Regions from separate parts of the Pan troglodytes genome. Here region 1 is linked to region 2. Evidence: chromatin contacts called from public HiChIP or PLAC-seq data. All regions are on one chromosome and are shown on one strand. Each heading gives the region's core, a stretch centred on a gene start, on an enhancer-like site or on the middle of the called end of the contact. The rest is flanking DNA. Distances are from core to core; before and after follow the strand shown. Region 1 has its middle 26 kb from the start of ACTG1. Region 2 overlaps SLC38A10 (solute carrier family 38 member 10).

The links. HiChIP or PLAC-seq counts read pairs in DNA pulled down with a chosen protein or histone mark.
Region 1: a contact with region 2 is called in an H3K4me3 HiChIP or PLAC-seq map of stem cell-derived excitatory neurons, with 13 times the contacts expected there. The contact joins two enhancer-like sites. A contact is called at or near these places in 3 of 7 Hi-C or Micro-C datasets (blood, induced pluripotent stem cells and stem cell-derived neural progenitor cells) and 1 of 1 datasets of contacts at active chromatin or transcription factors (stem cell-derived excitatory neurons).

The regions. Positions count from the first base shown.
Region 1 is chr19:94,888,533-94,893,570 of NHGRI_mPanTro3-v2.0_pri, forward strand. It overlaps the pseudogene LOC101058599. Among named protein-coding and RNA genes, the nearest start is that of ACTG1, 26 kb to the right of the region's middle. Within about 2 kb of position 3,064, at least 20 of the 24 cell types and tissues checked have an H3K27ac peak or open chromatin away from gene starts, as enhancers often do. A contact at or near this core is called in stem cell-derived excitatory neurons, where this site is marked.
Region 2 is chr19:94,648,800-94,654,444 of NHGRI_mPanTro3-v2.0_pri, forward strand. SLC38A10 (solute carrier family 38 member 10) reads right to left here. Exons shown (of 16, transcript XM_016933156.3): 12 at 2,717-2,884; 13 at 1,839-2,327; 14 at 1,145-1,264. Among named protein-coding and RNA genes, the nearest start is that of TEPSIN, 16 kb to the left of the region's middle. Within about 2 kb of position 1,757, at least 7 of the 24 cell types and tissues checked have an H3K27ac peak or open chromatin away from gene starts, as enhancers often do. A contact at or near this core is called in stem cell-derived excitatory neurons, where this site is marked.

The DNA of each region.
Region 1 (5,038 bases), core at 1,814-4,313, 240 kb after region 2:
AGGAGCACAGCATTTCAGGGCCTAGAGCCCCTCTCTGTACTGGAGCCGCCTGTGTGTGTCCATTCCGAATGAGCCATACTTCCCTCGCAGCTCTCCCAGTGGGATTAAGAACTGTTAGGCATACACCCGGTGAAGCATTGCTGCCCTTTCTGTTGGAGAGAAGCGGCCTTCTAGCTCAGAGAATAGCTGCTTCCTGGAACTGAAATCCTGCCGCATCCAGACGAAGAGCATGCTTGGAGCAGGCATCAGTGCACACACTGCTTCCGAAATTACAGCTATAAATTTTAAAAAAAATTTTTTTTCAAGGCAGGGTCTTGCTCTGTGGCCCAGGCTGGAGTGCAGTGGCACCACCATGGCTCATGGCAGACTCAACCTCCCTGGCTCAAGCCACGCTCCCACCTCAGCCTCCCAAGTGGCTGGGACTACAGACACATGCCACCACACCTGGCTAATTTTTTTTTTTTTTTTTTTTTTTTTTTTTTTTTTTTTGAGACAGAGTCTCACTCTGTCACCCAGGCTGGAGTGCAGTGGCGCAAACTCTGCTCACTGCAAGCTCCGCCTCCCAGGTTCACGCCATGCTCCTGTCTCAGCCTCCCGAATAGATTGGACTACAGGTGCCCGCCACCACGCCCAGCTAATTTTCGTATTTTTAGTAGAGATGGGGTTTCACCGTGTTGGCCAGGATGGTCTCGATCTCCTGACCTCATGATCCACCCGCCTCGGCCTCCCAAAGTGCTGGGATTACAGGCGTGAGCCACCACGCCCGGCCTAGTTTGGGTAAGTTACATTTTTTTTTTTTTTCTTTTTTGAGACTGAGTCTTGCTCTGTTGCCCAGGCTAGAGTGCAGTGGTGTGATCTTGGCTCACTGCAACCTCCACCTCTCGAGTTCAAAGGATTCTCCTGCCTCAGCCTCCCAAGTAGCTGGGATTACAGGCACCCACTATCACACCTGGCTAATTTTCTTATATTTTTAGTAGAGACAGGGTTTCACCATGTTGGCCAGGCTGGTCTCGAACTCCTGACCTCAAGTGATCGGCCCACCTCGGCCTCCCAAAGTGCTGGGATTAGGGGCATGAGCCACCATGCCTGGCCCATAATTTTTTAAACTGTGATACCTTTTGCCATTTTAACCATTTTTAAGTGTACACTTCAAAGGCATTGAGTACATTTACCATGTTGTGAGACTCTCAACACTATCCGTTTGCAGAACTTTTTTGTCATTCCAGAGACTATCCATTAAGCACCAACTTCCTTTTCCCTCTCTCCCCAGCCCCTGGCCTTGCCCTCTCCCCCGAACCCCTGGCAACCTCTTACCTACTTTCTGTTTCTGTACTTGCCTATTCTAGATGTTTTATAAGTGGAATCAGACAGACGTTGTCCTTTGTGACTGGCTCATGTCACTTAGCATAATGTTTTCAGGCCATCTGTGCGTGGTGTGCGTCAGAATTTCCTTCCTTTTTAACGTTAAATCATAGTCCATTGTATGGAGGGACCACATTTGTTTCTCTATTCATTTATGGATGGACACGTGGGTTGTTTCCACCTTTTCTCTGTGGTGAGTATCGGTTGTGGTCAACATTTGGAATAACTCGTGTTGAGCACACTGTTCGTGTTCCTGCCCCTAGTTCTCTGGGTGTGTGGCTGCGCGGAACTGCTGGGTAATTCTACCCTTCGCTCTTTGAGAACCGCTAATGTGTTTTTCACGGCGCATGCATTGTATGAGAGCTCCAATTTCTCCACATCCTCACCAACACTTACTGTTTTTATTATTGTTCTTGTTATACAGCTTTCATTTTTATAAAAAGCAATTTTTCTTTTGAGACGGAGTCTCACACTGTCACCCAGGCTGGAGTGCAGTGGCACGATCTCGGCTCACTGCAATCTCCGCCTCCCAGGTGAAAGCGATTCTCCTGCCTCAGCCTCCCAAGTAACTGGGATCACAGGCACCCGCAACCACGCCTGGCTAATTTTTTGTATTTTTAGTAGAGGTGGGGTTTCACCGTGTTAGCCAGCATGGTCTCAATCCCCTGACCTCGTGATCCGCTCACTTCAGACTCCTAAAGTGCTGGGATTACAGGCGTGAGCCACAGCCCCCGGCCCAAAAGCAGTATTTTCGTACAAACAATATACTAACGCTAACTGAAATAATTAACAAATTACAGAGATTAAAAAAAATTTTTTTTTTCTTTTTTTGAGACAGGGTCTCACTCTGTCGCCCAGGCTGGAGTGCAGTGGCACCACCTCGGCTCACTGAAACCTCTGTCTTGCCCAGGCTCAAGTGATTCTCCTGCTTCAGCCTCCCGAGTAGCTGAGATTACAGGCGTGCACCAGCACGCCCGCCCGGCTAATTTTTTTTTTCTTTTTTTTTTGTAATTTCAGTAGAGACGAGGTTTCACCGTGTTGGCCAGGCTGGTCTCGAACTCCTGCCTGGGGTGCTGGGATTACAGCCGTGAGCCACTGTGCCCAGTCAAAATATTTTTTATTTACCTCCAACCCCACCACCTAGAGATGACCACTGCTCATTTTTATTGATGGTATTTGGCAACAGGCTTGTCTGCTTTCTAAGCACTGTTGTTTTGTTTAGAGACAGGGTCTTCGCTCTGTGGCCCAGGCTGGAGCGCAGCGGTGCAATCACGGCTCACTGTAGCCTCCACCTCCCAAGCTCAAGCGATCCTCCCGCCTCGGCCTCCCAAGTGGCTGGGACCACAGGCGCGGGCCCCCTCCAGCCAAGCATTGTTTTTCTGACCCGCAGGATGGGAGCAGGGAGAGCGTGGCTGGCCGGGGGTCCACGGGGAGGCCCTGCGAAGGGCAGGCCCCGGCCAGGCGGGGCGCGGCTCCGCGTCTCAGCCGGCGCTTCTGCGCACGGGCTCACTACTGGGGGCGGCCGGAATCACGGACTCGCTGGCCTCGTCTCCGGAGCGGAGGCGGGCAGCTTGAAGGAGCGACCCCGTGGGCCGGCGCATCCCTCCCCAGGCCCCGAGACCCGGCGGGAGACGCACCCTCCCCATGCCTGGCCGCGGAGGCCCGCGCCGAGCCAGGAGCCGCGCATCCATTGGCCGAGAGCGCGGTCGCCCCGGCCAATCACAGGGCGGCCCCGGCGCCCCCGGGCGCGCCGTGGGGACAGAGTCAGGCGCGTGCGCACTCGGCCCTCCCCGGCGGCCTCCGGGCGGGACGCGGCGTCGGCATCTGAAGTTGGGGCTCCGTCCTGCCTCCCTGCGGGCCGGGAAAAGGGTCTCGCACTTGCGCCCCCCGCGGTCCGCGATCCCCAGCCGTCGGCCTAGCCCCAGGCGGGTAGATCCCGCTGTCCCCAGCCCCGGACCAGCCTCCTCCAGCTGCCGGGTGGAGAGGCTGGGGGGCTTTTCCCGAGGTCGGCGGCGAGGCTGAGAGAGCCCAGGCCCCGCCGCGCCCGAGGAGACAGCCCCTCGCGGGCTCTAAAGGCCCCGGGGCCTCCGGGGCCGAGTTGTGCTTGTTGCCGTTTCAGGCGCCGCTGCCCTCAGGCACCGTCCCCTCTGGCCCTGCCTTGGTCTGGGAGGGGTCGCTAAGGGGGCGGAGGGCGCTCCTAGGGGGCCCCCCGGATCTCCTGGCCTCGGCCCCCCCGGGTGGCCAGAGCGGGGCTCTGCACAAAGGCCTCAGGTAGCCGCGGCCTCGGTTCCGAGAAAGCCCCTCGCACTGAGCGGGCCTCAGCTGACCCGGGCAGCCTACTGACCCGACCCGGGCAGCCTACTGACCCGACCCTGACGCCCGGGCCCTCCAGGCCTGTCAGAGCCTCCAGGAAAGGAAATGGGCTGCGGGGCGCAGCGAGGCTGGACAGCGGGCGCTGGCCCAGGACTCCCCTTGCCCAGAGGAGAAAATGGAGGCTGAGCCTCCGGAGAGCCCAGCTCGATGCCAGGAGCACTTTGCAGAGGGACACGGATGGGGGCTGGCAGCACTTCACCCCTGTGCGGTAACGGAGTAACCGGAGCGCACTGAAGTCAGCAGCACCCCCACCCACCCACCAAGGCCACCGCCACCTCCCACCATCCCGACCATCCTTTGCTCCCTCAACCCTTGTTGCTGTGGGGCTTGGGGATATGTTGGATTCTCACTGGCCCGGAACTTTGCTCCCCAAGGGCCGCCTGGCTGTAGAGCAGAACCCCCAAGTCCTGGAGAGAAGGGCGGAGGCCGGCCGACCAGGAGCTCTGCAGAGGAGCAAACTCTGGCCTGCGGACCCAGGGCTCTCACCGGCATGTAAACCTCTGTGGTTCACAAGGCTTGGCGCTCCATGCTCTCTGCAAACTGGGCCTCATACCACCTGTCTGCCCTGCACCTGGAGAACTGACAGCGTACCCGCCCAGCACTGGCAGCAGAAGCTAAAGCATTCCTGGAACCCACAGGCCCCCAGCTAGCCTGACCCCCTGCCCCAGCCCCCCACGGCCCTGGCCTGGCCTCCCTGCAGCTCCCGGAATGCACCCAGGCTGTGCTGGCCCCGGGGCCTCTGCGTGCCCATCCCTCTGAGGACTGCTCTTCTTCTTGCTCTAGGCGCCTCCATCTCCTCCCACAAATCTTTGCTCACGTGTCTTCTCAGACAGCCCCCACACCCCTGTCTAAATGTTCAGTCCCCCTCCCCCGCTCCTCGGCCCCCTCAAGCCCAATTCTTGCTTGGGTTCTGGTAGCTGGTGCCCCCTTCCCTCCTGCTGCGGACCTGAGCTCTTTCTGCCCCTCTGTTTCCTGCTGCATCCTGCCTGGCTCCCAGGAGGCCTCTCTCAGCATTTTCTGACAACAAAGCCGGGGCTGCAGATCCCTGGTAAGATTCCAGGCTAGCATCAGCCCTCCTCTCCCGCACGCACCACAGCTAAAGCACACAAGGGCACCGCTGAACGCCACCACTCCCAGCTGCCAGAGTGCCGCATCCGTCGGCAAGGAAAATGGGGACCCTTCCATAGAAAACAGGCAAAGACTGAACAGACATTCACAATGGCCCCAAACAAATGGAAAGAAGCTCACGCCCTCCAAAAACCAAAGAAATGCAAATTCACACAGCCAGGAAGTGTCATTTCTC
Region 2 (5,645 bases), core at 507-3,006:
GAGCTGCACCTGGAGAAGCCAGCCCGCAGCGACTGGGACGTGGCTGCTGCACCTGCCCTCCCTCGGACCGGCTGTCCTGAGGCCACAGGGCAAGATGCGCGGGCAGGAAGCGTGTGTCTTACGAACATCCTGGGAGGTGCCCGTGCCAGGGCTGGCCCGGAGCTCCCACACCTGCTCCCAGGGGCTTGGCACAGGAGGCCGGAGCGGCTGTGCCCTGCGACCCCCACACAGATCCCTGGAACAGACCCTCTCAATGCTGAGGCACACGTGGACCCCGCATGGGGCAGGGTTGACCATCCTGAGAGAAGGCTTGGACACTGCCACCAAATGCACGTGACTTTTGGTGAGCGAGGGCTCAGCCACACACCCTCAGAGGGCGGGTGGACCCCTAGCCTGGGAGAGGACATGGCACAGAAGCCTGTCCCCAGCAGGCTCACAGACGGGGCTGCTGCTACCCAACTGCGTGAGGCCACAAGCAGGGGTCGCAAAAAGCCAACAGCTGGGACCCAAGGGGCGAGAAGTTTGGAGGAGGATTCAGAGCAAGTTTTATTCTCAGGAGAGCAAAGGCACAAGGAGCTTTCCTGGAGGGACAGGTGACAGATCCCTGTAGATGAACACAGCCGAGCTCCGAGGCCCGAGGGTGTGGGAGCAGTGCTCTGGGCCAGGGCTCTGCTAGGACCAGGGCGGGCACAGCCACCCCCAAACCGGGTCCCCTTGGGGCACAGCCTTAAAATAAACCTCCACATCTGGGTGCAGGCACGCCCACACCTGGCTGGCTTTAAATACTCCGAGTGTTAAAACTGTTAACAAACCTGCTTTAAAGACGGAATGGTAATCACAAGCCAAGTGACAATGCCGCAGGTGTTTTAAAGGGGAGTAAGGGAGATAAAACGGTAATCACAAGCCATGTGACGCTGCCGCAGGTGTTTAACGGGGAGTAAGAGAGATAAAAGGTTCCCAGAAAGCAAGCTGCTGATGGGAAGGGAGCAGAAAGCTCTCCGAGGGGTCTGCTCAGCAGGCGGCTGGAAAGAGAAGGGCGGCCTGGCAGGGCTCCCTAGGATGACCTGGGCATCACCCCAGGGCTGGGGGAAGGGGCTGCCGCTCCCTGGGCCTGAGGCAGGCGGCTGTAGGGCGGAGGCCTTACCCTCCAGCTGGCTGGCCGCCTGGTTTCCACCTGCTCGCTCCACGTCCCTCTGCTCGCGAGGCTCGGGCGGCAGCCCAGCCCCTGGAGCCGGCTTCTCCGCTGGGAGGGGAGGCTTCCCACCTGCACACACGGTGAAGACTCAGAAGGTTTTGTAGGAAAGTCAAGGGAGGGTTTGGGGGACAGAAGGCAAGGGTGGGACAAAAGGAAGTGGCAGATGTTTCTAAAGTGACACCCCCGTCAGCACAGTTTATATTCAACCTGATGATTACTAGCGAAGCAATAAAAAAATATTTAACAACCTCATAGGCTTGTGGCAATGAGCCAATGGTAACTGCCTTCGCAATTAAAATGCAAGAACCATCCTAAGCAGCTCTTAGACGGGCACTTAACAACGTGTTACCTGTCAGGCGCCCCCCGCGCCGCCCCCCGTGTGCGCCCAGACACACGAGCACAGCGCGGCACCTGACATTTAGTGGTCTGGCAAACAACTGTGTGACAGATATTACAGTAGCTGTCAGCCACCAGCCTCTTCCTGTCCCCACCAGCTGCCGGGGCCCGCTCCATTTGCATGCTAATCTGGTGCAGGGAGAGAGACTGGGGACTGAGGGAGCAACCATCGATTCTGCTGCCCCTGCCCAGCCTCCCCAGCCCAAGAGGGGAGTGTCTTCCGACACCAGCCCAGGCTGACACCCACCGTGGTCGCTGTCCTCTGCGGGCTGCCCTGTGTCCCCGGCGGCGTTGCCTGGCGGCGGTCCCCCCTCGGCCTTTTCCCCTCCACCCACCGCCAGGCCGTTCTGCTGCTCAGACAGCACTGCCTGGGGCCGAGGATGCAGGCCCCTGTCTCCTGGCCCCAGGTCCTCCTTTGCAGGCTGGACAGCTGGCTGACCATCTGCTTCTGGAACTTTCTGGGGATCTTCAGGAAGATCACCCGCCTCCTCCAAGGCCTGGGCCTGTCCAGGCCTCTTCCCAACCTCTCCCTGCTCCGGCTCCTGTTTCTCTCTTTCTGAGTCGGGCAGAGGCGGCGCCATCTGTCCCTGGACCCCTGGAGCCTTTCCACCCGCGTGTCTGGATGGAGGTTTGTTCTCTTCTGGCACCTCTCGGTCTTGGCCTTCATCTACCACCACCTTGTCGTGAGGAACAGGAGGCTCATGGCGGTGGGCCTCGCCCACAGGCACAGCAATCCCTGCAAGGGCACGGGGGACAGATGGGGTCAGGCTGAGGCCCCTCCTTCCCTTCCCAGGGAATTAGAACTGGGTTCTTCCCTGGGTTCTGGCTCCCAACAGTGTGACACAGGCCAACAGATACCACCTCCCCTGCCGGCCTCCCTGCTGCCTGGCCAAGCACAGCTGACGCTAAAGTTCAACAGGGGCAGCTGCAAACAAGTTGCTCTGGGAGGGGCAGGACATTCATCTGAATTGAAAGACAGAGAAAACAAAAAGGACCAGAACTTAGGCTGGGCTGAAGGGAAAAAGATACGCACAGCCCTGAGAGCCACGCCGCAGGGTGTCCAGCCTGCAAAGGAGGACCCGGGGCCGCCCTTCCCCGTCCGCACCCCCAGCCAGTGCCCAGCACCTTGCCCAGGGCGATCGAGCTGTGCCTCCTCCGGTGCCTCCTTGCCATCTTCCCGTCCAGGCACATCCACGGGCCCCTTGATCTGGGCCTGCTCCAGCTCCTCTCTCTCCTTCGGCAGCTTCGGCTTCTCCCGGCCATCCTCAGCCACGGCCACGACCGGATCCTGGGCTGGGAGCAGGGCACAGTCAGGGAACTGCACTGCCAGGCAGCTCCAGGAGTGGGGCAGCTCTCCCTGGACTGTTACCATATTTTCCAGCCAAATGGCAGAGTCAAAGCAGTTTTTTTTCCTGTTCGATCATTAGCAGCTAAGTAGCACAGAAAACTGTCATTTTTCATGTGTATTCACAACAAAAATACGTCAAAATGCGATTTACACCTAACTGGGGGCAGGGAGAACTAGACTCCATGTAATACTCAGTCATTACCACCAGATGGCGGCACGAGCCCACCGACCGACTCTCCCACAGTCCCCTCCATTACCATCACCTCCATCATCACCGTCATCACCGTCACCTCCACCATCACCGCTATCATCACCATCATCTCCATCCCTACCACCATCAACATCATCACCATCATCACCATCATCTCCATCCCTACCACCATCACCATCATCACCGTCACCATCATCACCATCACCGCTATCACCACCACCATCTCCATCCCTACCACCATCACCATCATCATCACCATCACCACTACCATCACCACCATCACTGCCAAGCCTACCATCATTGCCATCACCTCCATTATCGTCATCACCACCACCATCTCCATCCCCACCACCATCGCTGCATCATTGCCACCACCTCCATAATCATCACCTACATCACCGTCACCTCCACCGTCACTGCCATCACCTCCATCATCGTCGTCACCTCCGTCACCACCACCACCGCCGCCATCACCACCTCCCTGTCCCAGCAAGGCCATATGTCCACTGAGACAGGCGCTGCAGCCGAGGGGGACTCAGGTGAAGCTGTCTGAGGAAGAATTCACATAGAGTCCAGTTCAGAGCAGCAGATGGGGCCTCACCAGCTCCCATAGGAGAAGAAAATGGGGACAATTAGCTTAGCTTTCTACCAGCCTTCTAAGAGCAGCCTGATATGTTAGTCTAGGGAAACAGACAGTTACACTGTTGTCAGTTTGGAGTTGAGAGTCCTAGACAAACTGTAGAGGGAAGGTACCACCCTACTGGGTAATAAACTAGTTAACAGAAAGCAGACGCTGGGCTCTACAGTTTAGTTAAAGTAACAAATTCAACTTTTTTTTTTTTTTAAGATGGACTCCTGCTGTGTCACCCAGGCTGGAGTGCAGTGGCACAATCTCGGCTCACTGCAACCTCTGCCTCCCAGGTTCAAGCAATTTTCATGCCTCAGCCTCCTGTAGCTGGAATTACAGGCACCTGCCACAATACCTGGCTGATTTTTGTATCTTTAGTAGAGACAGGGTTTCACCACGTTGGCCAGGCTGGTCTCAAACTCCTGACCTCAAGTGATCCACCCGCCTCATTCTCCCAAAGTGCTGGGATTACATGCGTGAGCCACCGCGCCTGGCCCAAGTGACCAATTCTATAAGCGTATGGCCACCCGCCCGAGCACGTGAAAACATACTGGTCTCCATCACACGATTAGGCTTCGGCAGAGGCCCCATGTGGAAACAAGCCATAACTGTCAATCAAGAGGGCCTGTCCAGTGGATTACTAAGTGAAGAAAGGGAGGCTGGGGAGGGGAAGGGAAAATATAGCAAAACAAAGGAAATCTCCGTTGTCATAGGACAAGTTGCCTCAGAGCAGTCATTTTCTCAGCAGGAGCAAAATTCAGTTCCTCAGGCCGTGAATGACGAGTCTGGGGCTCCAGGGGGAGCTCTGTGTGGGTGCAGGAGCCGCGGGACGGGAAGTGAGCACAGTGTGCCGGGAGCTGCCCCAGAGGTCCTTTTGGAGAACCTCCTGGGAACGCCACGCCTCTCAGCGTTCTGCAAGTGTTGCTGCATTGCACGGGCACCTGCAGGAAGGCTGTGTGAGCGTCCTGGCTCCCCGCCGCCTGCAGCAGCTGACCAGCCAAGGGCTGCACTCACAGCCTTCAGGCCCGGCGCTCTGCAGCTGTCCGCGGGCAATGCACACAGCCTTTTCCACAACGGAGCCCATCTTTGCGTCAGGGACAGTTTGCCGGCAGTGCCTCTTGGCTGCAGTAAAACTAACACAAAACTTCAAAATCAGCAACTGAAAAACGTCCGAGTGCTGCCAGCCGCTTCCACTCTCAACATGAACACAGGTTGCGCAAAGACAGAAAGGGGCCCTGTATGGGGAGTGCCCCCGCCAGCTCACGACTGAGCTCCTCGGGAGGGAGGAGATCTCTGGCATCCGAATTTCTTCTCCTAGAAGGCCAGCAATACACCCGGCTAAGCCACAGTAGAGGCGGCCACGGCCAAGAGGGATGGCTCCACGCACCCCCCCAGGAACACCCAGCAGAGGGTGTTGCCGCAGGGCAACCGTCCTCCCTCATTTGGCTTCAAAAATCGCCTCCAGGCCAGGCATGATGGCTCACTCCGGTAATCCCAGCACTTTGAGAGGCCGAGGCAGGAGGATCACTTGAGGTCAGGAGTTCAACACCATCCTGGCAAAACCCTGTCTCAACAAAAATACAAAATTAGCCGGGTGTGGTGCCGCGCCTGTATTCTCGGCTACTCAGAGGCTGAGGTGGGAGAATTGCTTGAACTTGGGAGGTGGAGGCTGTAGTGAGCCAATATCGTGCCACTGCATTCCAGCCTGGGTGACAAGAGCGAGATTCCGTCTCAAAAAAAAAGATCATCTCCAGTCACAAGAAACCACGACCCGTGACCATCATTGGCACGTGGTGCCAGGAATGCTGTGTTTATGCTGTCCCAGCGGCTCCTCACTGCCAGGTGCTGACGCAGGTTCCCAGCTCCT